Linked DNA regions of Mus musculus: all the other regions are linked to region 2. A link is a contact called in public promoter capture Hi-C data. All regions are on one chromosome and are shown on one strand. The core of a region is the stretch at or near the end of the contact, and the rest is flanking DNA. Distances in the headings are between cores, read along the strand shown.

Evidence for each region. Promoter capture Hi-C pulls out the DNA fragments that hold promoters and counts their contacts.
Region 1: a contact with region 2 is called in a promoter capture Hi-C map of embryonic stem cells, with 7 read pairs. The contact joins the promoter of Shc3 here to the promoter of S1pr3 in region 2. A contact is called at or near these places in 1 of 39 promoter capture datasets (embryonic stem cells), 1 of 484 Hi-C or Micro-C datasets (ventral hippocampal neurons) and 2 of 115 datasets of contacts at active chromatin or transcription factors (embryonic forebrain and forebrain).
Region 3: a contact with region 2 is called in a promoter capture Hi-C map of embryonic stem cells, with 11 read pairs. The contact joins the enhancer-like site here to the promoter of S1pr3 in region 2. A contact is called at or near these places in 7 of 39 promoter capture datasets (cranial neural crest, embryonic stem cells, hippocampal neurons and 2 more), 6 of 484 Hi-C or Micro-C datasets (the N1E-115 cell line, cerebral cortex, embryonic stem cells and 2 more), 4 of 115 datasets of contacts at active chromatin or transcription factors (embryonic stem cells, forebrain and neural progenitor cells) and 1 of 9 other capture datasets (embryonic stem cells).
Region 4: a promoter capture Hi-C map of second pharyngeal arch cranial neural crest shows a contact between it and region 2. The contact joins the enhancer-like site here to the promoter of S1pr3 in region 2. A contact is called at or near these places in 15 of 39 promoter capture datasets (the 3T3-L1 cell line, 3T3-L1-derived adipocytes, the C10 cell line and 9 more), 2 of 15 datasets of contacts at CTCF or cohesin (large pre-B cells and pro-B cells), 9 of 484 Hi-C or Micro-C datasets (the 3T3-L1 cell line, the MNK3 cell line, cerebral cortex and 6 more), 16 of 115 datasets of contacts at active chromatin or transcription factors (DN3 thymocytes, the NIH/3T3 cell line, SST interneurons and 10 more) and 3 of 9 other capture datasets (adipose tissue, embryonic stem cells and liver).

What each region holds. Positions count from the first base shown.
Region 1 is chr13:51,567,667-51,573,441 of GRCm38.p6, reverse strand. It overlaps Shc3 (src homology 2 domain-containing transforming protein C3), which reads left to right and starts at 3,991. Exons shown (of 12, transcript NM_009167.5): 1 at 3,991-5,775.
Region 2 is chr13:51,404,890-51,410,254 of GRCm38.p6, reverse strand. S1pr3 (sphingosine-1-phosphate receptor 3) reads right to left here and starts at 1,637. Exons shown (of 2, transcript NM_010101.4): 1 at 1,310-1,637. The region is part of intron 1 of Gm32834 (a long non-coding RNA gene); the gene reads left to right.
Region 3 is chr13:51,613,306-51,619,231 of GRCm38.p6, reverse strand. No RefSeq gene overlaps it. Among named protein-coding and RNA genes, the nearest start is that of Gm52049, 23 kb to the left of the region's middle. Within about 2 kb of position 3,226, at least 60 of the 459 cell types and tissues checked have an H3K27ac peak or open chromatin away from gene starts, as enhancers often do. A contact at or near this core is called in cerebral cortex, embryonic stem cells, forebrain and 4 more, where this site is marked.
Region 4 is chr13:51,256,206-51,262,053 of GRCm38.p6, reverse strand. The region is part of intron 2 of Gm46414 (a long non-coding RNA gene); the gene reads right to left. Among named protein-coding and RNA genes, the nearest start is that of Gm46414, 50 kb to the right of the region's middle. Within about 2 kb of position 2,678, at least 46 of the 459 cell types and tissues checked have an H3K27ac peak or open chromatin away from gene starts, as enhancers often do. A contact at or near this core is called in the MNK3 cell line, the NIH/3T3 cell line, SST interneurons and 4 more, where this site is marked.

The DNA of each region.
Region 1 (5,775 bases), core at 2,742-5,241, 160 kb before region 2:
TGTGGCCGCTCCTCAGCTGTTACTGGGCTATGTAGTACTGTATTGTCATGCAGTGTCACAGTTGTTCTCCCGACACTCTGAATGCTTGAGCGGGACACTCAGGTGAAACTAAGGACAGCTTCCTTCCCCCCCCCCCCAAATCCATTCTGACTTCTCAACCCACTTCTATCTATCTATCTATCTATCTATCTATCTATCTATCTATCTATCCATCTATCATCTATCTATCTATCTATCTATCTATCTATCTATCTATCTATCTATCTATCTATCTATCTATCTATCTATTTGTGCTGGTCTGATAAACATCTACCAGGAAAGCCAACCCAAAGCCTGCAATCCCACTGTGTGGTTATTTCCTCCTAGTTTAAATACGTCCTCCCAGAGATGGGGGTTGGGGGAAGTTAATGAAAGAAGACTCAGAGACCTGTAAAACTCATACAGTCTCAAGGCTGTCAAAGCAGTAGGCAGTTGCTAGCGGGAGACTGTTCAGTGGGGTGGCCTGCAAGTTCCTGGGGAATATGGCTTTCATAAGTTGTTCCTGCTGGGGTAGGGCTTTTGGTAACATAGTTGCCTTTGAATTGTCTATGCTCCCGTAAGTAAACCCTCACCCATACTCCAACAAATGACTGGGATAAGCTCATTGGTCCACCAAGGATTTTGGTTCTTGCGAATTTCTGGTGTCTCTCCTTCTTTTTGGATGACCTGAGGCCATCTCCACGAGTCTGATTTTAATGCTGTCCTCTGCATTTGCCTCCTGAGGAAGATTTCTGTTTCATACCTGGACCTTGAAAGAGCTGTCAATCACTTCCATCCTCCCCAGGGAGGGTCAGTTGGTCCACTCTCTCTCCCTTGTCCCTGCTCCCTACTTGCTTCCATTCTGGTCTCCTCTTTTACACTGTAAGACACAATAGCTTCACCTCCGTTATACTCTATTACATCTTAATATTTGTGTTTATGCTTTTGGCATGCATATGTGTTTGTGTGTGTTTTCATGTGTGTGCGTGCGTGTGACTGCAGGAAGATGTCTTTATCACTCTCTCCCTTTCTTATTTTTGTTTTATGGATACTGATGTTTCGACGGCATGTGTGAGCCCTAGTGCGGAAGGATCCAGAAGAGGGCATCAACTTCCCTGGAGTCAGAATCCCAGACAGTTGTGAGCCACCATGTGGGTGCTGGTAATCTAACTGTGGTCCCCCGGGAAAGCAGCCAGTGCTCTCAATCCCTGAGCTCCACCTTAATTTTTGAGACAGCATCTGTCATGAAAGCAGAGCTCATTGTTTGGATAGGACTGACTATGGAGCTTCTGGGATCTTTGTTCTCAGCATGAGGACTTCAGGTACACACTACCGCGCCTGGCTTTTTCTGTGGGTTCTGGGTGTATTGTCAGCCATCTCACTGACTGGCCATCTCCCTAGCCTCTCTTTGTAATATAGCCCATCTTCTATCTTCTAGAAAGTCTGAACCTTTTTGTCTCTCAGTCCACTGGCAACATTGTCGTTAATGATGAATGAGCACTGCCCGAAGGGAGAAGCCCCACTGGACACTGTACACCACACCTACCTCTCTGAGGCAGGGTTGTGTGTGGCCATGAAGATAGAAGATGTGGTCACTGCACATTGTGTAGCCCCAGTGACCCTTGGCTTCCTTTATGCAAAACAGGATGTAAGCTGGACTTGCAGTAGGTGTGCCTGGTTGGTGAGGGCAGTTCCTCAGATGGCTCGGGATTTATGCTTATCCTACAATTTCTGGCTGTTTTGTTTGTTTTCGAGATGAAATCTCACCATGTAACCCAGACTGTCCCACTAGAGCCCTCAAATGTCCTGCTTCAACTGCCCAAATGCTGGGATCAGAAGCATGTACCACCTACCCCATATCTGACCACCCTTTTTATATCTCATCTAGACAATTTGGAATTCCCGGGTTTCAACCTCTGCACTTGATGCCTCTACACAGAAGGCTCCTAACCCTAAGCTGGCCACTCCCATGCACTTATTCCCTTCCTCACCTGATTAGACTCTCCACTCTGATGAACAGGACTTGACTCAGGTGAATCCTCCAGGTAGGAAATGTGGACTTTGCCTTGCACTCCTCTCAGTGGAAGATGCCTGGCTACAGGTGGTCAGGGGTGAGCAGTTCTCAATGTCAGCTGCCCAGGCAAGGCACTTTCTTGGCATTGTTATAGGATTTCCATCCATATCTCTGGTTAATAACACAGTCCAATAAACTAAGTGAGTTATGAATAAAGATAATTTACCTCTGCTCCTTAGTCTGGTACAGCTGAGAGACCAAATTCTTGGGATTCTTGCTAGCAGAGTCTGAGGTGGCTCAGGGCTTAAGACGGTGAGAGACTGGGAACACGTATGCCTGTGTGCACACACGAGTGTGTGTGTTCAGACTCTCTACTTCTATGTGGTTATATGTGTGCAGGTGCATCCTTGTGTGTGCTTGTGTGGAAGTGTGCCATACCTGCATGTGGAGGACAGAGTATGGCCTCCACTCTCATTTCTTGGATGACAGCCATGTTTTCTTTAAAAATAGCTTTTCATTAGATGCATGTTAGAGCACATGTGTAGGGGGTCAGAGGACAACATCATCTCCACTGTGTGGCTCCTGGGGACTAAATTCCAATCATCAAGGTTGATAGCAATCTTGCTGACCCCATCTTGTTTGTTTGAAATAAGGTCTCTTCTTGGCTTAAAACTTGCTGAGGGGTTGGGCTGGCTGGCTGTGTAACACTGGGTCGTCAGCCCATTTATTTGTTTGTCTGTTAGTATTTTTGGTTTTGTTTTTTTAAATGTTGAGTTTTTGAGGATTGAATTCAGGTCCTCTTGCTTGCAAGATAAAGCATTTTACAGACTGGGCTATTGCTCCTCTACTCTGATGACCTAATCCCAGTCCTGTCCCAGAAGCCCCTCCCCTAAATGACACAGACTAAGCTTTCACCTTTTGAAAGAAAGGTGGCCAGGATTAGACTTCAACATAAGCATCCAGTGAACACGTGATAGTCACAGCATAGCGCAGACTTTGAACATGGCATCTAGAATTATCTATCCTCGTTCTCACTGGTGCCAGTTTGTTTCGAGTTGACAGCCCAGAGCTTGGGCTTTGGGGGATCATGCCTAAAATAAGCGACAGCCAGGCTCCCTAGGGCGAACAAAGGGCTCTCCTGGGACAGGCACGTGAGCAGAGTTCCCCTGCAGGGGCTGTGGAATTCCATCTGACGCATTTGGGCTCTTTAATTTATTTTCTTTTTTCCTGTACACCAAAATATTCGTATCACTTTCCAGCTAACAGCAGCTCTAGCTGTACTATATGATATTCTTGGTATATTAACGTCTAACACCAACGAGTCTAATTGTTGTATGTAAATTTACACCGCCATTCATATTTTCTCAGTCGGCTCCCTCCGTTGGCCTCATAATAGAATCCAAAGTCTCCTTGTTGGCTAAAGGGTTAAATGATGTAGCTTTGGGATCCCCTCCGCTGCTCTGGAGACTTAGCTTGCATAGGTCTTCTTTATTCCTTTATTAGGAAAGACTTCATGGGGAAGAGGCTAGCCTTTGACTGGGTCTTCTGTGTGCATTCATAATAAAAGCTGGTACATTCATGGCTGCTCTGTGAGGTAGAAGAACCAGTGAATGAAAGTTTGGGTACAGCTCACCTCCCAGAGAGTGGTCCTGCTTCACCCGGAACTGACCCGATAGTCTCCAACACCCTTATAAAACTAATTTTCCCCATCTCTCTATACCGGCTTGTTTCTTCCTCCCAGAATTTTTGTAATCAATCTGGGTGGTGTTATTTTTTTTTTTTTCTTTCTCTTTTTTTTTCCCACACTGCTGTTGGATAAAAGATCCCGCCCTTGATTGAAATGGAATCTTCCACTATTGAGCGAGCCTTTGTTGAATGAGTCATCGGCTCAGCCTCTCATTGGCTGAAGCCGCCTGAGCCCAGGGGATTGCCTGGCACCGGCTGCAAGGACCCGCTCCATTCACAGAAACGCTGGCTCGCTCGCCGGCCCTTTCATTCACACAAACAGCATCTCATTCACATTCGGTCTGTTTTTTTTTTTTTTCCTTTTTCTTTTTTTCTTTTTGTCTGCTTCTAATGAAGAAGACCACGGTTTGGGAATGGTGGGGCTGACTTGCTTCAGATTGGAGGGGGACTCCAATCACCATCGAAATCGTCCGTGGGGTGCGCATCTGCTGTTGCTATGCGAGCTAGAGGAAGGGAGAAAAGAGAGTGCGGGGTGGCTGTTCAGCTAGGGCTGCCGCGCGGTTGGAGAGCGGTGGGGACGTGTTTGCTGCGCCAGGGCGGGCCTGGCGGCTCTGCGCTTTTTCGTCCTCTGGAACCGGCCTCACTTGCACGGCCGCCACGGGTGGCTCTCCCTAAACTCCCTTCCTGGGGCTCCCAGAAAGCCTGGGAACCGCACTGCCTCCCGAGATCAGCCCTGGGCGTGAGAAGACTCAGGGTGACCTGCTAGTGTGCTAGAAGGCAAATGCATTCGCTTGCACAGAAGTTACCAGGAAACTTTGACAGCGATTGACTTCTCGGTGGTGCAGGTTATCTGTCTTAACACATGAGGCCACCTGGTAGAGGCCACCGAGGAAGGGCTCAGTGGGTCTCAGAATCTTGGTCAGACCCTCGGGGAGGCTGTCGATGTCCTATTCTCCCAAGCGTCAGGAAGAAGGCCTGTGCGTGTCACTGCAAGCCTGGGCCCGACTCGCAAGGAAGAGGCCATTCTTGCTGTGGATTTGATGGACAGTTAGAGCAGCCGCATTTTTTTTCCTGCCTGACTGCAGGGCTGCAAGCAGCAACTGAAGGGACATTGAAACGGATTGGTAATGCTACTAAGGCATGCTTCCAGGGCTGAAACACATTCACTTGGAATAAAACTCAAAACGCGGCCCTCTTTCTCTCTCTCTCTCTTTTTTTGGCATGGATTTCTGGAGCCTGTTGCCGCTCAGCAGAGATGCAGGTTTTTTTTTGAAGTAGATTTTTCAACTGAACCCTAGCTGAGTACGGCTGCTGACTGCTGTAAATTATTAGGGAAGACCCCCTCTGAGCTGTACTGAGAAGAAATTTCTGTGCTGATTTTTTTTTTTTTTCGTGAATTGGTACAGGAATTGCACCGCCACAGATACATGGCTGCTCTGCTGATCTGAACAAGAAAAGCAAACCACAGGAAACTGACAGGTTTTTTTCTTTCTTTCTTAAATATTCATCTGCTGGTGAAGGGTCCCCCCTCTTTTTTTTTTTCCTACTTAAAATTCTTGCTACTTTCCAAAATCAGGATTCATCAGGATTCGCCTTGAAGACTTCTTTAAAAGCCTTCGTCACATTTGAACGCATCCCTGTCAGACACTTCTGGGCTTCATCCACATGAGCTGAGCAAGGGAAGAGCAAGCCATTGCACGGAATAATGGGTTGCGGAAAGTTCAAGAGATCATTTGACGGGACTGGATTTACCTTTGGCACAGATGCGGGATGGGGAGGGGGTAGGTGAAAAGGCAAAGACTGGAAGGAAATATCTGCGAAGGTAGAAAAAGGAAATTTGAGAACTGATTGGCTGTAGTTGCTGTCAGCGGGTGGATGTCGTTTTCTTCTCTCTCTTTTTGCTACAGGAAGTGATTTGCGGAGCTCACCGAGCCTTTGTTGAGAAGGGTCTCCTCAGAGTGAGTCACGCTTTTGCTGGGAGCAGCCCCGTGCAGCTGGCCGCTCGCTCCATCAGCCGCAACTATGACTTTTGCAAGGCAAGCGTTCCACCCCAACCC
Region 2 (5,365 bases), core at 388-2,887:
GTGTAAAGAGCAAATGGCTTCGGGGAAATGCTAAGTGGTTATGACGTCAATCTCCCCAAATGCCAGTGGGGGCTTCCTAAGGGCAAGCTCTGATGTATGTGGGCAGACTGACACTGACCAGATGAGAGCATCTGCCAGTCTGCTGATGGAAAGATCTGATGTGAAGGTATATGGCCACACAATACTCCCCCAAGCACTGAGCTCTGCACCCCCTTAAGAAGCTTACAGATCTAGATTCCTCCACAGCTACCCAAACAGAGCGCCTGCGCACAGGCACACACACCACCACCACCACCACCACCACCACCACCACCACCACCACCACCACCACCACCACCACCACCTCAACCAAACAGCCCTGACCACAGCCACAACTTGCCAGGCCTTTACCTGAGGTATGCAACCCCTTGCTCCACTTTCTAGGAATTATATTCTCTTGGCCCTCCCTGTCTGCTTGGTTTTCGTCTATAAAGGATGGAACTTTGAATAGATACATTTTTGTAGGTGGTGATATGCAATACCAGAGACTTCTGGCTGCAGACCTTAGAATGAGTGACTCTGGAGGCTTTGGAGGAGGGGGTGTCAAGAAGAAGAGGTGTTTGTTTAAAGCAAAGGATTCCCTTTAAACAGCTGACGAGAAACCCCCTTTTACATCAAATCTAAGGAACATGGTGTCAGGATTGTTAAAGGCTGGAGAGACAGGGACGCAGAGACCATGTACAGGCACATGGTTAATGGTCACCCTTCCCTTTCTTCTATTTCAGTTAAGAACATATGACACACCAATCTTCTCTCTCATTATCACTTTGCTGGCACCTTGTCTTCTAGCTCCAGGCCTGACACTCCTAATTGCCTAGTTTGAGAAGTGCTAAGAAAACTGGAATTTTGTCACTAATAAAACTTAAAAGAATCATTTGCTTTCTCCCAGAGGGAAAACCCACAGCCGTTCCCAGTGCCCAGGTTTTCTTCTCCTAAGATTGTCTAACTTCTTAATTAGCCAAGTAAAGCAAGAATCTTTCCCTTGGACAGCCTGCTCACTCTGCTCCGAGTTTACAAACACATTTAGAAAGCCCTGGTTGTTATTTAAAGGAACCCTATACCTCTCCACCAGCTCCAACAGGCGGTTATGTCCTGTTCTCCGGGATATGAACAGGAGGGGGTGGCCGAAGCGAGGCACTCGCGAGCCCAAGTCACTCTGGTGCCCCGACTTGGTTGAAATTTTATCCAAAAAGGGGGTTCGGGTGAACCCCCAGGCGCTCAACCCGCGACTCTGGTCTGTGCAACCCCGGGATCCGGTCCCGCCGCTCACCTCGTTCTGCAAGGCGCATCTGGGCTGGTTGCATGCTGCCGTGTCTCAGCTAAGACTCCCGTCTAGGGGCTCCTCCGGAGGTCGCTCGTGGCCTCAGGTTTCTCTCCCGCTAGGCTTGTCCAGCCACCTTGCTCAGCACCCGGACCTTGTCGCCTGCCCCTGAACTTGTTCTCCCAGACTCTGCCCCAGAGAATCCGAAGGCAAACTTTTGCCACTGCCCTCCGGGGCGGGGCCCAAACTCACCCCGCCTCCTGCCGCCCCTAACCCAAGCTTCAGAGCTTCGCGGGCTGGTCCCCAGATACGCCCTGGTTCCCAGCCACGTCCCCGCCTCGGGCTACGTCCCCGCCCAGTCTCTGGATTACTTCTCTGCATCCGCGCTGTCTGGACTCTGGGACTCGGGCTGGGGCTCTTCAACCCTCTGTATCCCTCTGCCCCTATTCCTCTGCCGATCATCTACCCCCACCCCCAAACCTATACTCTGACTCCAAGGTTCTGCGTCTATCCTGCTAATTTTAAGTGCTCCAGAACCCAGCAGCTGCAGATACCTAACCGGGTGCAGAACTGGGCTTGGGTAGATATCTACCTAAGTGTCCAGAAGGATTTGAGCGGATTCTTATTAATACTGTTACTCACCTTGAGGTGACCAGTGTTAACTATACTATCTTTAACCTGAAATCAACCGACTACCAGCTTGAGCTGGTAAGCTAAGCCCCCTGCCCCTTTGGACTCCTGCCCCTGCCCCCATCCCTTTCGGAGCTGAAGGCAGGGACCCCAGCCTCTTGTGCATTTCAGGTCCTGACTCCTGTGTCTTGTCTACCTTAGTTAACTGTACCCAGTCTACTCCTGCGCTCTGGGCAAGCCTCACCGGCCATGTGGGGAGAAATGAGAATCTTTGGGGGGAACCGCAGGCACAATTGTCAGTTACAAAGGAAATGCAAAAGATCTCCAGACCAGCTTGGGGAAGGAGAGGGGAGAGGAAGCAGACCGCAGCTAAATTCCCGAGCAGGCAGGGTTCCAGGTCCCTGCTACCTTTTCTCTGGGGCTTTCTTGCCTACAGAAGATGAATTTACCGCTTTCTTGGGATTCATCTGGCATGTAAAGGCAGCTCTTGGCCGGTCTTGGCCTTCTCTGTTGTCTGGTGAGACGCACAAGCCCTCCGGGTCACAGGAGCCAGGCTGCAGAGCTCCAGCTGCCTTGGCTGCTCAGTAGCAGCGCGATTCTCCTGAGCTCTGGTCCTACTGCCTAGCCTCCCAAATTTGCCTAGTGTCTTGGACACAGCTGGGGAAAGCTAGTTCTCTCCCCAAGTGCAGTGAGAATGGGCGTGTCTCTGTATACTTGACTCCTACAGCATCCAGTTAAAGAAAGCAGAGGTGGCCACAGTTGAAGATGCTTCTGTAGCTGTTTCTGCAGCCACTTCCTGAGGCCAGGGTAACAACAGTTTCTTGGTCGCTATGTCTAACCCCACAAAAAGGCCTGGTGCTCTAGCTGTTTCTCACTGTGTCACCATCACTGCCCCGGCTGCTGGAGGTGTGTTTTATACAGCATCTGTCTCTCCATTCCCCGGGTAAATGGTCCTCTGGATAGAAGAGGGTGACCCTGAGTCTCTCTATGACAGCTCCTCCAGCCTCAGACACCAGACTCCCACAGCCTGAGAGGTACCAGGGCTCTTACTGCTAATGACAGTCTTTCCTAAGAGTGATTCCACCCACAGCATCCCTGTGGTATCCCTGAAACCTGTCTTTCAATGAGGTTTCTTTTCCCTCCAAGTTTCCTAACCAGAAGCAGCCATCTTCCCAGTCCAGGCCTCCTTCTCCCTGTCTTGTTCCTTGTTGTGATGTCTGTTCTGATGGAGGCTCTAGCTCTCACTGCTGTGATGGAGGCCCCTCCCCTGTCTGCTGTGATGGAGACCTTTCTTCTGTGGACCATGCTAGTGACCTTACCCCTCCTGCTGTTCTGTATCTGGGCTTTAAAGCTCAGATACTCAGCTCTCAGTGGGTCTCTAGGTCCATAGAGCCCGCTACAGGCAGATTTCTCCAAATGCATCTTCCCTTGGGTGTTGCTGGCTGATGAGAGAAAAACCAACTCATAACCTCAGCAGGAACAGCAGAACGAGGGGATCCATGTTCTGCAACCATCCCCAGAAAGGACAGAATCAGACAGGTGTGTCAGAAAGTAAAAGTGTGTGAGCTAGCGAGCTGACCAATCACACAGTTCCGGCTAGAAACTAAGAAGCGGTTGGTTTTCCGTGGAGAGGTCAGCAGGTGCCTGATTATGCTTCCTCCCCTGGCCTGAGCCTTGGGGGACTTACATACTTCCTGAACACCATTCTCAGCATGCTTGTGAGAATGTTTGGGTGAGATAAACATCTGTCTGCTGCAGTATATGGCTGGCCAGCGTGCGGAGGCTTTGTCCGATCCCTGTGGGCATGAATAGACAGTTCAGAAGACCGAGGGCCAATCCCGGTAGTTAGAGAGTCCTCCCTGCTGGTTGTCTTTGGCTTACCCACAGCAGTGCATATGGCTTTAGACTTGACTGGGGCATTAACTCCGTAGGGTTTGGTTTATTGCCCCCCCCCACGTGTGAGTCATTCCCTCCCGGAGAGTGTGTTTGTGCTACATGCATGTTCATACATGTTTATGTCCTATTGGGTTGTATTTCTGAAGCACTCTGACATTTGGTATCATGGTTCCAGAGAAAAGGCTGAACTTATTGTAGATAGGCAGCATGGGAGAAAGGAACTCGCTTGAGACAATACTGGGGGCTTGGGTCTTGTGGTCACTCTGCAACTTGACAGACAACCTCAAGCCACTTCCTCTCTGCCGGTACGCACCACTCAGATCTGGGGAGAGATGGCCTTGTATTCGAAGCTGGCCCTGGGCTTGTGGAATGGAGCATGGCCCTGTGTGCCACACGACCCTATTGGGGAGCACGGTGATCCTTTGACTCACTGCCACAGCCTTCACAGGGGAGTTCATTCCGTGACAGCCATCGGCCAACGCCAAGTGACTAAAGTGCCTTGTCCTCATCACCACACTCCTACTCTGTCCTGTAGTCATCCTTGAGGTCAGCCAGGAGTTCCAGGAACTGTTCTTCTCACAGTTTGTGTTTTAGAAAGACGTTGACAGTATTCAGAGACACTCATAGACACGTGTCTGTGTGGTGTGTGCTATGAGAACTCGTGAGATGTGGATTGTGTGCAGCGTTATCTGTAATGAGAAGAGTGTGTGTGTGTGTGTGTGTGTGTGTGTGTGTGTGTGTGCGTGCGCGCGTGCGCAGGTGCTCCCTCTTGTGATATGAGTGTGGTGATTAGTGTGGTATGTGATGTGTGCATCTCAGGAGTGGGTGTGTGTGCATGTGTGAGTGTGCATTTGCACAGTGTGCTTGTATGGTGTTGTATGTGTATGTTTGTGATGTGTGCGGTGTGTAACGTACACGTTTGCATGGTGTTATCTGTAGTGACGTGTGAGTATGTGTATGTAGTGTGATGTATGTGTATGCATGTGTTTATGTGTGATATGGGTATAGTGTGTGGTAAGGTGTGTGATGTGTGTTTATGTGTGTGGTGTTTGTGATACGTGTGAGAGTATGAGGCTATTGTTGGTGTGGACAGCAGCCTTCTCATTCTATTCCGTCTCTCATAATTGAGTTGTTTTAAATGCACCCATGTTAGCTTCATAGTAGAGAAACCCAAACTTGAGGTCTTTATCCTACAGTGACAGCTCGCAGCTGTGTGCCGGCGGCATGTGGGCAGAGCTGTTTGGACTTGGCCTTTGCATTGTAGAATATGATGGAACTTTCCCGTGTCTTTTACTGTGCCGTGTTCTCCCCTCCAGCACCCAGTCAGCCTGCAGCTGTGCCTCCATGGCCTTATGCTGATCTAAAGGACAAGGCAGAGCTGGGCATGTGGCCCAGTGGGTCGAGTGCTTGCCTAGTGTGCACGAGGCCCTAGGTTCCATTTCCAGCACAGTATAAACTGAATATGGCCATGCACAGTGGCAATCCCAGCACTCAAGAGACAGAGAAAAGAGAAAGGGAAGCCATGGTCAGAGCATTGGC
Region 3 (5,926 bases), core at 1,977-4,476, 210 kb before region 2:
CTGGATAACTTTCCTGCAGGATGAGAGAGGCTGGCTTCCCTTCACTCTGCTTGACATAATGGTCAGGTGGGTGGGGGATACTGGTTTAGAACAGCTGCATGGTGTGTTAGATAGCTCACTTTTCTTGCTGCTGTAACAAAATGCCTGAACCAAGCAGCTTAAGGAAGGAAGGATTTGTTTTGGTTCACAAGAGAATAGTGGGGAAGTGGTAGGAGCTAGAAGTGGCTGAGAGAGAGAGAGAGAGAGAGAGAGAGAGAGAGAGAGAGAGAGAGAGAGAGAGAGAGAGAGAGAGAGAGAGGAGAGGAGAGGAGGGGGGAGGAAGAGGGGAGGGAGGAGGAGGGGAGGGGAGGGGAGGTAGAAGGTGAGGGGGGGAGCGAGAGGGAGCGCTAGCTCAACCTATCCGGTAGCAGCTGCCACGTTCCATACTGAGCCTTCCCACCTCGGTTAACCCAGTCTGGAAACCCCCCCCCCCCGCCCCCATATGCCCCAAGGCTTTTTTCCTTAGTGATTCTAGATCTTGTCAACCTGACAAGGTTAACCTCCTGCGGAAGCAGAGGCTCTACTGCAATGTAGTCTTTGAACTGTCACCTGGAACTATACGGCAAGGAGCTTCAGGGAAGGAAGAACGCAGCTAGCTTGCCAGGACCGGGGTGCCTGGGGGGGGGGGGGGGTTCTGACACAATAAGAAACTGTCTATCATGTGTGTGAAATGGAATGGAGACTTCAGGTCATTTGACTTAATATGCAGAGCCGAGGGGCTTTTGTTCCTCTGTGGTACCACTGTGCACATGAAGGACACAGATGACCTCGGGTCAGGCTGTTTCCTTTGACATGGCCACAGCAAACTATAGAAAATCTAGTCTTAAAAAACGAAATTTTGCAAGAAAAAGCTTATACCAATGGATATTTACAATCCTTGGTAATGCTATTCAAACCATGTTCCTTGGATCCTTTGAATAAAACCTAGGCAGTCAGGTGATATTTAACAATAAAAACATCAACACTATTCTAAAGCCTTATATAAAAAGTGTTTGGGATGAAATAATTGATCTTTAGCCACGCATCTCCTGCAATCCTGAAAACAGCCACAAGGGGGCGTATTGCTCCTAGTGTTTACCAGCAGCCCACTTTTAGAACTAGGATGACCCCGCTTTCCCTCCCTCCTCCTTCCTCTCCCCCCCTTCTCTCTCCCCTCTCCCTTCCCTCCTTCTTCTGAAACATGGACTAACCCCCAGTGTTAGTATTCCTTCTCTGCGTCAGATTCCAGCCTACCAAGTGTATAGCCATAGGCTCACAAGATTCCTATGGGGCGGAGCCAGCTCCAGTATCACTGGCTAAAGGACGCTAGGGTGGCAGAAAATAACCAGATTCTGCAGGACAGGAAGCAGAAGACATGGCAGGTTATCCTGCATATTGGCTTGTCTAACAGCTTTTAAGGTGGCAAAATAAACAAAACAACCCCAAAAGACTCCCCCAAACCATAAAGCCCAAAGATCCAAAACAAACCAACCAACCAACAAACCACTCAACCATAGCCAACAGGCAGAAAAACAGAAAAATAAGAAGGTACGTTTGTCACAATACTATGTATTTAAGATACCAGGAAATTGTGTGTTCTTCCTAGGAAAAAGGGCTCTTCAAACACTGAATTATGCACATTTAATATCAATATCTAACAAAGTTTACAATAGTTTTGGCTTGTTGGCACATTATAATTGGATGTGTTCCAGAATTTCAGTGGCTCAGTAAGACTGTAATCCATAGAGCTTCAGCTAACAGAATGTCTGTTCACTTAGATGTGTGTGTGTGTGTGTGTGTGTGTGTGTGTGTGTGTGTGTGTGGTGTGGTGTGGTGTGTGTGTGTTATTTTAGGATAAGTATAAAGTCTTTAGTTTCCTGGGTAAACAGAAAGGGAATTGTTTTTTTGTTTTGGTTTTTTTTTTTGTTTTTTTGTTTTTGTTTTTTTTTTTTTTTGTGGGTGTTTTTGCTTTATTGTGTTTGAGATGCAGTCTCATTCTAACCCAACCTAGCTCGTAACTGTTAGTGTGGCCCAGGTTGGTCTTGAACTCATGATCCTCCTGCCTTAGTGGCCAAAGTGCTGGGCTTGCAGGCACTGACCTCCACTCCCCACTAAGAAAAATCTACCTGTCTGATGTCTTAACAACTGGATCCTGTAAATTATGCATGTGTGTATGCATTATGTTCTTAAAGCAATAAGAACCAAAGAAGAATATTAAGACACCAATAAAAAGTAGCCATTCATCTCGTGACTCACAAACCAACACACGGAGAGACACTGCCAACATAGGCACAGCAGGAGACTGCAGCCCTCAGCATCCCACAGGCACACTGAGTTTGGCAACCGCCCATGCATACGGATGCCTTTGTGGGAGGCCCGGGGAGCTCAGCAGAGAGGCTTCAATACCTCATTAGAGGAAGGGGGTGAGGGTTGGGAGGAACAAGCCTGTCAAGGAGAGTAGATGAGGCAGGTTCACTGTCTCATAGGCCGGTCCCCATCTGCAGAACTCAGTGACAAGAGCATCCTCCTGCGGTGACTTCTCTAAGGAGGGAAAACAAGAACACAACGAATGCCTGGTTTCCTGGTCACGTGGGAGCCCAACAGGCGTGGTTCTGTTTTGGTCTACTCAAACCCTTTGCCTCTTCCTGAGTAAATAGCCTGGGGCTAGGCAGGAAAGGGGGTGGGGTGGGGGAGAAGGGGCGGGGTTCATAATGACAGGGTCTCGAATCCAACAAAGAATGATTGGTCATCCAGATACCTTGGAAGCTCTGAGAGGTCAGTCACATCCCTCCACCACTGCAGTTGCTCCTGCTAGAAGTCTAGATGGGTCTCGGGGAATTCTGTATACATCCCAATAGCTAGTGGTCTCCCATAAACTAACGCTGATAGTCAACTTGGTGGCATATAGGGTCACATAGATTACCTCCTGGGCGTGCTTATGAGGGACTTTGTTAAGTTAGCCTCTGGGTGTGTCTTATCTAGATTGGGCTAGTTGAGGTAAGAAGACCCACCCCAAGTGAGTGTGACATCATCTCGTGGGCTAGGATTCTAGACTTAAAAAAGAGAGAGTGAGGAGGGCACTGGCGTTCATCTGTTTCCTGACTGTGGCTGCCCTGCGACCAGCTGTCTTGCACCCCCTCTAGGATCTCCACAGTATGATGGACCAGCCGGTGAGCAGAATAAACTCCTCCTTCCATTGCTTTTGTTAGTCATTGCATCACGGAAGTGAGCGAAGAGTTGTCCAACACAGTGTGCATAAGCCTTTGTTTGTTGCCCCAAGCACATGCAGGCGACCAGCTGGACTTTGCCGAGCTGGGAGCAGGCTACTAACCTTGAACACTCAGGGCACCGTCCCAGGGAAAGGGAACAACTCAGAGCTTGGCTTAGCTTTACGAGATTCAGATGAGGTTTATATTTCCAAGGCATTTCCCAACTGTGAGCCAAAGGGATAAAGTCACAGAAAAGACCAGAGGGACTCCCAGAATCCCTAGCTCGGGTGAGTAGTGGATGCCTGTCTCTTTCAAAGCCATTCAGTAATGACTGGACACGCCTGCTTTTCCAGATGTGTCGGTAGCAACACAAGGCTTCAAGAACACGGAAAATCAGAAATGTCAGTGAGCTGTAAGGGAACACACAGAGGTCATTGTGAGACCACTCTCCATGGATGGAATGAGAAGTTCTGCAGAGGTGGAAACCTAAAAACAAAAAAGAAAACCAAAAATCCTAGAAGTTTTGGAACTGAGGAATGCATGGAGTAAGCTTAGAAGCATGATAGAGGTACAACAGCAGGCTTGACTAAGCAGGAAAACGATTCTGTAATCTTGAAAAGGGCCACTTGAAGTTTTCCCTTTAGTCAGAGAAAAGAAAATTCAGAATAAAAACAAGTGAAGGGAGCTTATAGATTTCTGAGACTTCCCAGTGTGGGCCGGCATGGACATTCTGGGAGTTCCACAAGGAAAAGAGAAAGATCGATCAGAAGAAAACTTGCTTGAAGAAATAATAGCTTCCAAATGATAAATCCCCAACTATTGAGAAAGATGTGGACACCAAAGCTCGTGAATTCAAAGCTTTTAAAATAAGATTACACTAAGATATATAGTGGTCAATTTATTAAAAGTCAGACAGAATTTAGAAATTACCAAGAGAAAAGATTCCTGCCACCTGCATCAGGACCCTCACAAGGCTATCAGCAGATTTCTCTGCAGAAGTCCTATAAGGGGAAGAGTGGAATACTGTGAAATCAATGACACACACATACACACACACACACACACACACACACACACACATCAGCTCTGAGGACATAGAAGCTGGATGGGGAAGACTTTCCTGCAAGCAGAAGCAGGAATGGCTATACTTATGCAAAGTAGGCTTTAAGTAAAAATCTGCCATAAGGCACAGTGGTCATTTGACCATGGCCAATGTGTGGAGCAAACAAGAATACAGGCAGATGCACTCACCGTAACAGTACAGAAGTGTATAAAGCAAGTATATCAGCAGAATTGAAGGAGCGTACAGACAGCAATGGCTCACAGTAGTAGTCTTTAACATCTCACTTTCAAAATAGATACATCATTGAGGAAAAAAAAAAAAAAAAAAAAAGCCGGGCGTGGTGGCGCACACCTTTAATCCCAGCACTTGGGAGGCAGAGGCAGGCGGATTTCTGAGTTCGAGGCCAGCCTGGTCTACAGAGTGAGTTCCAGGACAGCCAGGGCTACACAGAGAAACCCTGTCTCGAAAAACAAAACAAAACAAAACAAAACAAAACAAAACAAAACAAAACTCAACAAGAACTTGAATAACACTGTAACACTCAGACCCACAGACCTGACACACAGAGATTTCGCCCAACAGCAGCAGGATGTGTATGCTTCTCAGATGCAAACCATAGGACAGATCATACGCCAAAAAATTGATTTTGGTAGCAAGTTTAAGAAGATTGAATGCTGGTAACCCGTAGTCCCAACACATGGGAGGGTGATGCAGGAGGGTTGCTAGAAGTTTAAGGTCAGCCTGGGCTACACGGTGCATTCTAGGTCATCCTGGGCTACAGAGTGAGACACTGTTTCAACAAAAATAAGAACAGAAGAGAAGCTTGAGTACTTATCATATATCTTTTCTGGTCAAAATAGAAACGAGATCACCAACAAGAGGGAGCCTCTCAAGGGTGGGCCACAGACTCTTGAGCATCCTAAGGGTAGAAGATCCCGGGAAGGAAAGAAAAAACGGTATGAGGTGAGCAAAAATGAAACCACATCTTAAAGGATGCAACTTCAGAGAGGGGAATTACCAGTGACGTCTGCCTATATTAAGAAAAAGGAAACTTCTGGAATAAATAACTTGGCTTTACATATGACACCACAGAGAGTAAATATCATTGGTGGTTATCCTAATACATGCAGAAAATGTGTCTAATGAGACTTCTTTCTTTTTGAGGCCACAGAGGAACTAAGCCTGATGGGGGACATGGCAGATACCAAATGTTGGTGAAGAAACCAACTTTTCCGCACCATTATACCATTATATAAAACTGGGAAGAATCCTTACAAAGTTAAAAAAGGAATTGCTATGTGACCCAGAAAGCTCCAAGAAAATAAATTTGGGGATCTGATCCCTTCAACCTGTGTTCACTCATAGAGTTATTCCTGTCTAGACATGTGAGTCAATGTATGTGTCAATCGACGACTGCATGAGAAAATATCTCGTGAAATATTACTCAGCCTTGAAAATGGAGAAACCATTCCATGTATGAAGCCATGGCTAAGTGTGGTGAGCATGGTGCTAAGCTAAATGAGCCAGACACAGAAAAGATACAGGACCTTGGTTATATAGCCATCAAAATATATTGGCTCAAGAGAGCAGAGAGTAGAATGGGAGCTCGGGGGAGGAGGGATGAGGCTGGGACTGA
Region 4 (5,848 bases), core at 1,429-3,928, 150 kb after region 2:
CCTCATCCACTTCCGGCCGATCAAGTTAAGACCCTCTCCTCCCCACTAGAGGACCAGAGGACCCCCTCCTCAACTAACCCCACTGACACAGACCCTCCTCAGCAGAAAACAGCTATAAACACTCCTGCCCTGCATGAATTATGTCCGCTCAGAGTTAAGGGTGATAGTTTCCCACTGAAAAACTACACTTCCCAGCTTCCCTTGTGGACTGCATAAGCCATGTCTGCCCCCACAGGGGGCCACATGACTTTCTTCGGTAAGGATTTTGGCGATCTGCACACATGACTGACAATAATGCTCTCTTATTGTGGATAAATATGGTTCGCCCAAGACTCTCTTTCTTCCCACCTTCCGTCTCTCCACAGCTGCTTTAAGTAATCTAACAATACGTTCATGTTTTTATAGAGGAAAGCACACGTGTACGGGGGAATTGCTCCAGAAACCTATTAGTGGTTGCCTCAGTCCCAGATTGTGGAACCTGGTGCTTATTTTCCCACGACAAAGCTCCACTGTGGAGTGGAAGGGCCTTTGTCCTTCGTAACTCTCCTGTTCGTGACTGACTAGCCCTCAGAAGTACACATGAGCTTATTTTATAACAACAACAAAAAAAAAAAAAAAAAGCAGGGTGCCTAGTCAGACTCATTACCTGTCTATGTAGCTAAGGATAACCGGAAATGCCTGGTTCCCCTGCCTCTGCCTCCTGAGTGCCGGGATAACTCAGATGGTGTGCCTCTACATTGGGGTTATGCAGTGCTGAAGTTTTATGCGCGCCAGGCAAGCACCCTGCCCTGAAGACTGAGCTACATCGCCTAGGCTGGCAGCAGCTCTCCCCAAGCAGACGATCCTTGGAGGAGCCTGGTGTAATTATCTTGCGAGTTGCTTTCAGAAACAGAGGGCCTCTCCTGCTTCCCAAAGTATAGGTCACAGAGAACAAAGCCCTCTGGGTTGTATAACTGCTACCCTATACCACAGGAAATGAATGGCCACAGCACAGGTAGCCAGCTTGGGAGTGGCATAAAAATGATGTCCCTACAAACAAATTATACCCTAGGGCAAAACCAGAGTCCCCGTGCCTGAGATCTAGGCATGGCTATGGACAACAAAAACAAGACCAGTGTAATTACTTCTAATGTGTAATCACTGCTAAGACCCAGCCTTACAGTCCCCCAGCCTGCCTGCCAACAGTTAGGCTCCTCAGAAAATAGATGGCCCTAGATGGAGGGGGCTTTTTGTAAAATGACTCTTTCCCCCAGGGGCCAGAATAAGGTGTTTTCTGCTTCTTGTTTCTTATCTGGGTCAGGTTGACCACACAAGGGCATGGAGAGATGAGATGCCCATTGCAAATAAGTGTGCTGGGCTTAAGAAGAGAGATGGCTCACAGTGGCTTGTTCCTTCTGCAAAGCAAACCACATACAATGGTGTGGTCAGCTCTGGACACAGGGTGGGACCCGCCTGTGACATCTCATGTCACCATGCCTTGGGCAGGAAGAATTTTAAAAGCCGGTTCTCCTTCTCATCCTTCACTATGGTTAAAGGGATACATCTTTCTCGGCTTCGTTCCTTATGTTAGACCTGCTACTGAGAAACTCGGAATGCTTTGGCTTGGAGGAGGGATCGCCTGGCTTTGGAAACTGTGTCATCAGGAATCACCAACCATGAAGCCACCAGGAGCAGCATCTACAGCAGGGCCAGGGCCTGAAGGGCCCCCTGCCCACCTTGAGCACTCTGAGAGCCTTTTCTGGACCTTTGGTCAGGAGGATTCTCCTATAGCATACCCTTGGAACACTTAGCACCCTCCCATTGAATCGCTGTGCTTAATGTTCATCTCTCCCTCCAGAAATGCACAAGGGACACTAGGCGACTTGATTGCTACCAGATTCTATGTGCCTGGAGCAGGGCTTTGCACACATTAGGAGATATACTCACTGAGCAAATGGACAAAAGGAGATGGGTACTCAGCGACATTGTTGGGTGAATGGGAGGATGTGTGTACGTACAAAAGATTAAAGGAGGGGTTTATAAAGGGCTGGATAAAGAGATGGGGATATAAATTAATCGATATTAGCGCGAGACAAACGGAGATATAAAGGACAGACAGACAGAAGGGTGGCTGACGCACTGCTGACTACTCTGCTGTAGTGAGAAGACAATAATGACCAAAAAGCAAGTTATGGAAGGAGTTTATCTTGGCCTGAGGTTCCAGAAGGGTAAAAATCCATTGAGGCCGTGTAGCACGACAGCACGGGCAGCAAGAAAGGCAGGAGGAGCCAGAAGCCGCAAGTTTACATCTTCAAACACGAGTACAAAGCAGACCTAGCAAATGGGAACTAGGAGGAGGCTGTGTCACCTCAAAGCCTTCTCCTGTAATGTGCTTCCTCCAGCAAGGTTCACCACCTCTCCAAACAGCACCATCAGCTGGGGACCAAGTGTTCAAATCCCCAAGTCTACGGGGGACATGACTCATTCAAACCTCAGCAGATGGATGCTTGGCTAGGAAATGGATGGATGTAGAGAGGTGGGTGGAACTCACAGGTCCCTAACTTATAAACTGACCTCCGCCCAGTGTGGATATGAGTAAGGACTGCTGGTATGGAGAGGTAGGCAATGGAATCTCTGCTCCAGATGCGCTGAGTAGAGCAAAGAGCTTCATCCCTTGAGAAGCCCATGGCTGTCAGGCAGCCTCCTGGGCCTCATCTGCAAGAGCTTAAACAGAACAAAGCTTAGCCTGTCTCCATATGGCCGCCTCACCCTATAAACTGTGCGTGTATTTATGTAACACTTCAGGCTTGATGGGGACCAGATGTGATCAAACACTAGTTTGTGCTGCCTGGGAATGCTGAAATGCCAACCTATACATTTTTTTTTCTTTAACGGATGCTTGTCCTTAGCAATCAGTCTTTAAATCTTAGCTTTGAGCGCTGATACGCATCCATTAACTTCATTCTTTGGCCGAGCAGAAACATCTGGCAGCTTCTATTGGATTTGTTATGATTATGAAAGAAATCCATCCATGTAAAAACTTTCATTATCAGTCAGCCTAGCACAATACAAGAAAGGGAACACTGGAGAGGTGGGGGAGGGGGCAGAGAAGAGAAGTGACTTGTGCTATGCCCTGCTGCCCCTCACTTGGGTGACACACTGGTTCTACCCAGAGCAGAGTTTTCTAATAACGATCTTAAGAGTTGTCGTTTACTGACAGCTTCCATTATTCTAGTCACTGGGCCTCATGCTGAGTCGTAATTGCAGATCTCCACCACAACCATTCTCTTTCCCAGATGGGCAAATGGCCGCACAAAGCTGCCTTCTACTGCAGCGGTGTTTTACGGGGAGGGAGATAAGACCCCAGCCTCACTTTTCTGACTCTGAAGTGTCACCAATTCTGTGAATGTGGAAAGGGCTCTTCCCATCTTTAAAGTAAGGAAGCTCAGCTGAGTTGCTTTCCCACGTGGGTGTTCTTTGCATGCTCCTGTCTGCTGATCCCTCTTTGGCAATCAAGTGTTCTCTAAGGAAGATCTTGGGCACCCATCAGAACATCCCAGGGTCTAGGGAGACTCGGGACAAGATCCCTGCTTATCCCTGGATCTCAAAAATAGCATGGTCCCATGAAAGTCTTCTTGGTACCTTGACAATTTCAGACAGAACTTGGCACACAATGTTTGTTGAGGGGCTAGGGGGATGGCACAGTTGGTAAAGTGTTTGCTACATCAACATGGGGACCTGAGTTTGAATTTTCAGCACCTCCAGAAAAGCCTGGGTACATAGGCACATAGCTAGTACTAAGAGGCAGAGACAGGATGACCTCTGCGATCCTCTGACCAGCTAGCCTAGCAGAACTGGGGAGTTTCAGGTCCACTTTGCTTCAAAAAATAACATGGAGAAGAGTGAAAGGAAACACCTGATGTCAACCTCTGGCTTCCACAGCTGCACATGTGCACACACAAGAACATACACACACCTATAAAATACACACTTACACCACCACACCTATAAAATACACACACACATATATATACCTATAAAACACATGTACACCTATAACACACACCACATCTATAAAACACACACATACACACACACCTATAAAACACACTATAAAACACACACATACATACACACACATACACACATACCTGTAAAACACACACACACATACACACATGCCTATAAAACCCACACACATACACACATACCTGTAAAACACACACACACATACACACATGCCTATAAAACCCACACACACACACACACACAATGTTTACTGAGTCCTATGGCCTCCACGCTGCATTTGAAGAGTATCCACTCTACCGACCCAGGTATGATCCAGCCCGTCTGGTGTCCTGCTCTGCAGAGCTCTGTCTTCTCACTCCACAGATAGACTACCAGTACAGACACTTCTAGTACTCCATCCCACTGCTGCAGGGAAAAGATCCCAACCACTCCTCCATATGCTGGGGTGAAGGTGAGTAGGGTGGATTCCATCGGGGGTGGGGGAGCATAGCCAGGAACCACTGGATCCTGAGTGGCAAGCTTTAAAAGAGTTTATTTTAGTTTTAATTATGTCTGCCTGTTTATACTTGAGTGCAGCATTCATGGAGACCAGAAGAGGGTGTTAGGCCCTCTGGAACTGGAGGTACAAGGAGTTGTGAGCCACCATATAGGGGCTGGGAAGTGAACTTGGGTCCTCTGGACTGCCATTCTTTCCTGATGGTCTTGCATATGCATTCTCACCTGTCACTCTGAACAGCATTTACCAAGTGAGATTTCTCCATGGAACAGGAGGACATGTAGAAAACATGGCTGATGGCTTTACAACAAGCTTTCAAGAAAACGGTCAAATCACAAAGACGTCACAAAGACTCCCAAACAGCAGGCAAATCCTGGCCTGAAGCACCTCAGAGCTTAACAGTCCCTTGTTCCTCTGGCCACCTCCGCTTTCTTCTATGGTTCCAGAAACTCGTGATGTGGGTTGTGACAGGCCCAGCTCTAACCCTCAGCCACAAGCTCCAGCAAAGCTTCATTTCTGTTTTGGTTCCCGTGGGGTTCCCTCTTAGGACAGCTACTGTGAGAACACTGGCTGAAGGCCATGTTCCACTAAAGTAGACCTGGTCACACATGACAACAAGAGAGAAGCCTTGCAAATGAGGGCACAGCACACTGGATAGATGTCCATGCCACCCACACAGACTGTCACAATCTAGTTCAGGCTTGTGGCATTGAATCAAAATGCCCCGGCCAGGCCAGTGGACAACATCTCAGGTGGGTATGTGGTAGTTTGAACAAGAATGGCTTCTATGGGCTCATATATTTGAATGCTTGGTCCCTAGTTTATGGAACTGTTTGGGAAGGATTAGGAGGTGTGGCCTTGTTAGAGGAGCCCTGTCACTCAAGGTGGCCTTTGACATTTCAAAATCCACATCAGACCCAGTCTTGCTCTCTCTTTGCCTGCAATTTTTGGAGCATATGAGCTCTCAGCTACTGCCCCAGCACCTTGCCTGACTGCCTGTTGTAATACACCCCCACCCCCACCCCCATCCCCGCCATGATGATCAGGGACTAACCCTCTGAAACTGTAAGCTGCCAATTAAATGCTTTCTTTTAAAATTAGTTGGGAGATACCGAAATCAAGTAGCTAAAACAGCGTATGTCCTTCAGATCTTGGAACACATCCCTGCAACCTAGCTTATCATCCATCTCTGTAAGGGATGGCTGTGTCATCTGGTCCTCAGCAACAAGGGCCACGTGTACTGCCCTGCCCTGCCCTTTTCCTAAAACACACAGGAGTTTGGAAACTGAAGCTAGAGAGTACCTTTTGCCTTGTGTCTGACCTCTGAGAATGCAGACAGCCCTT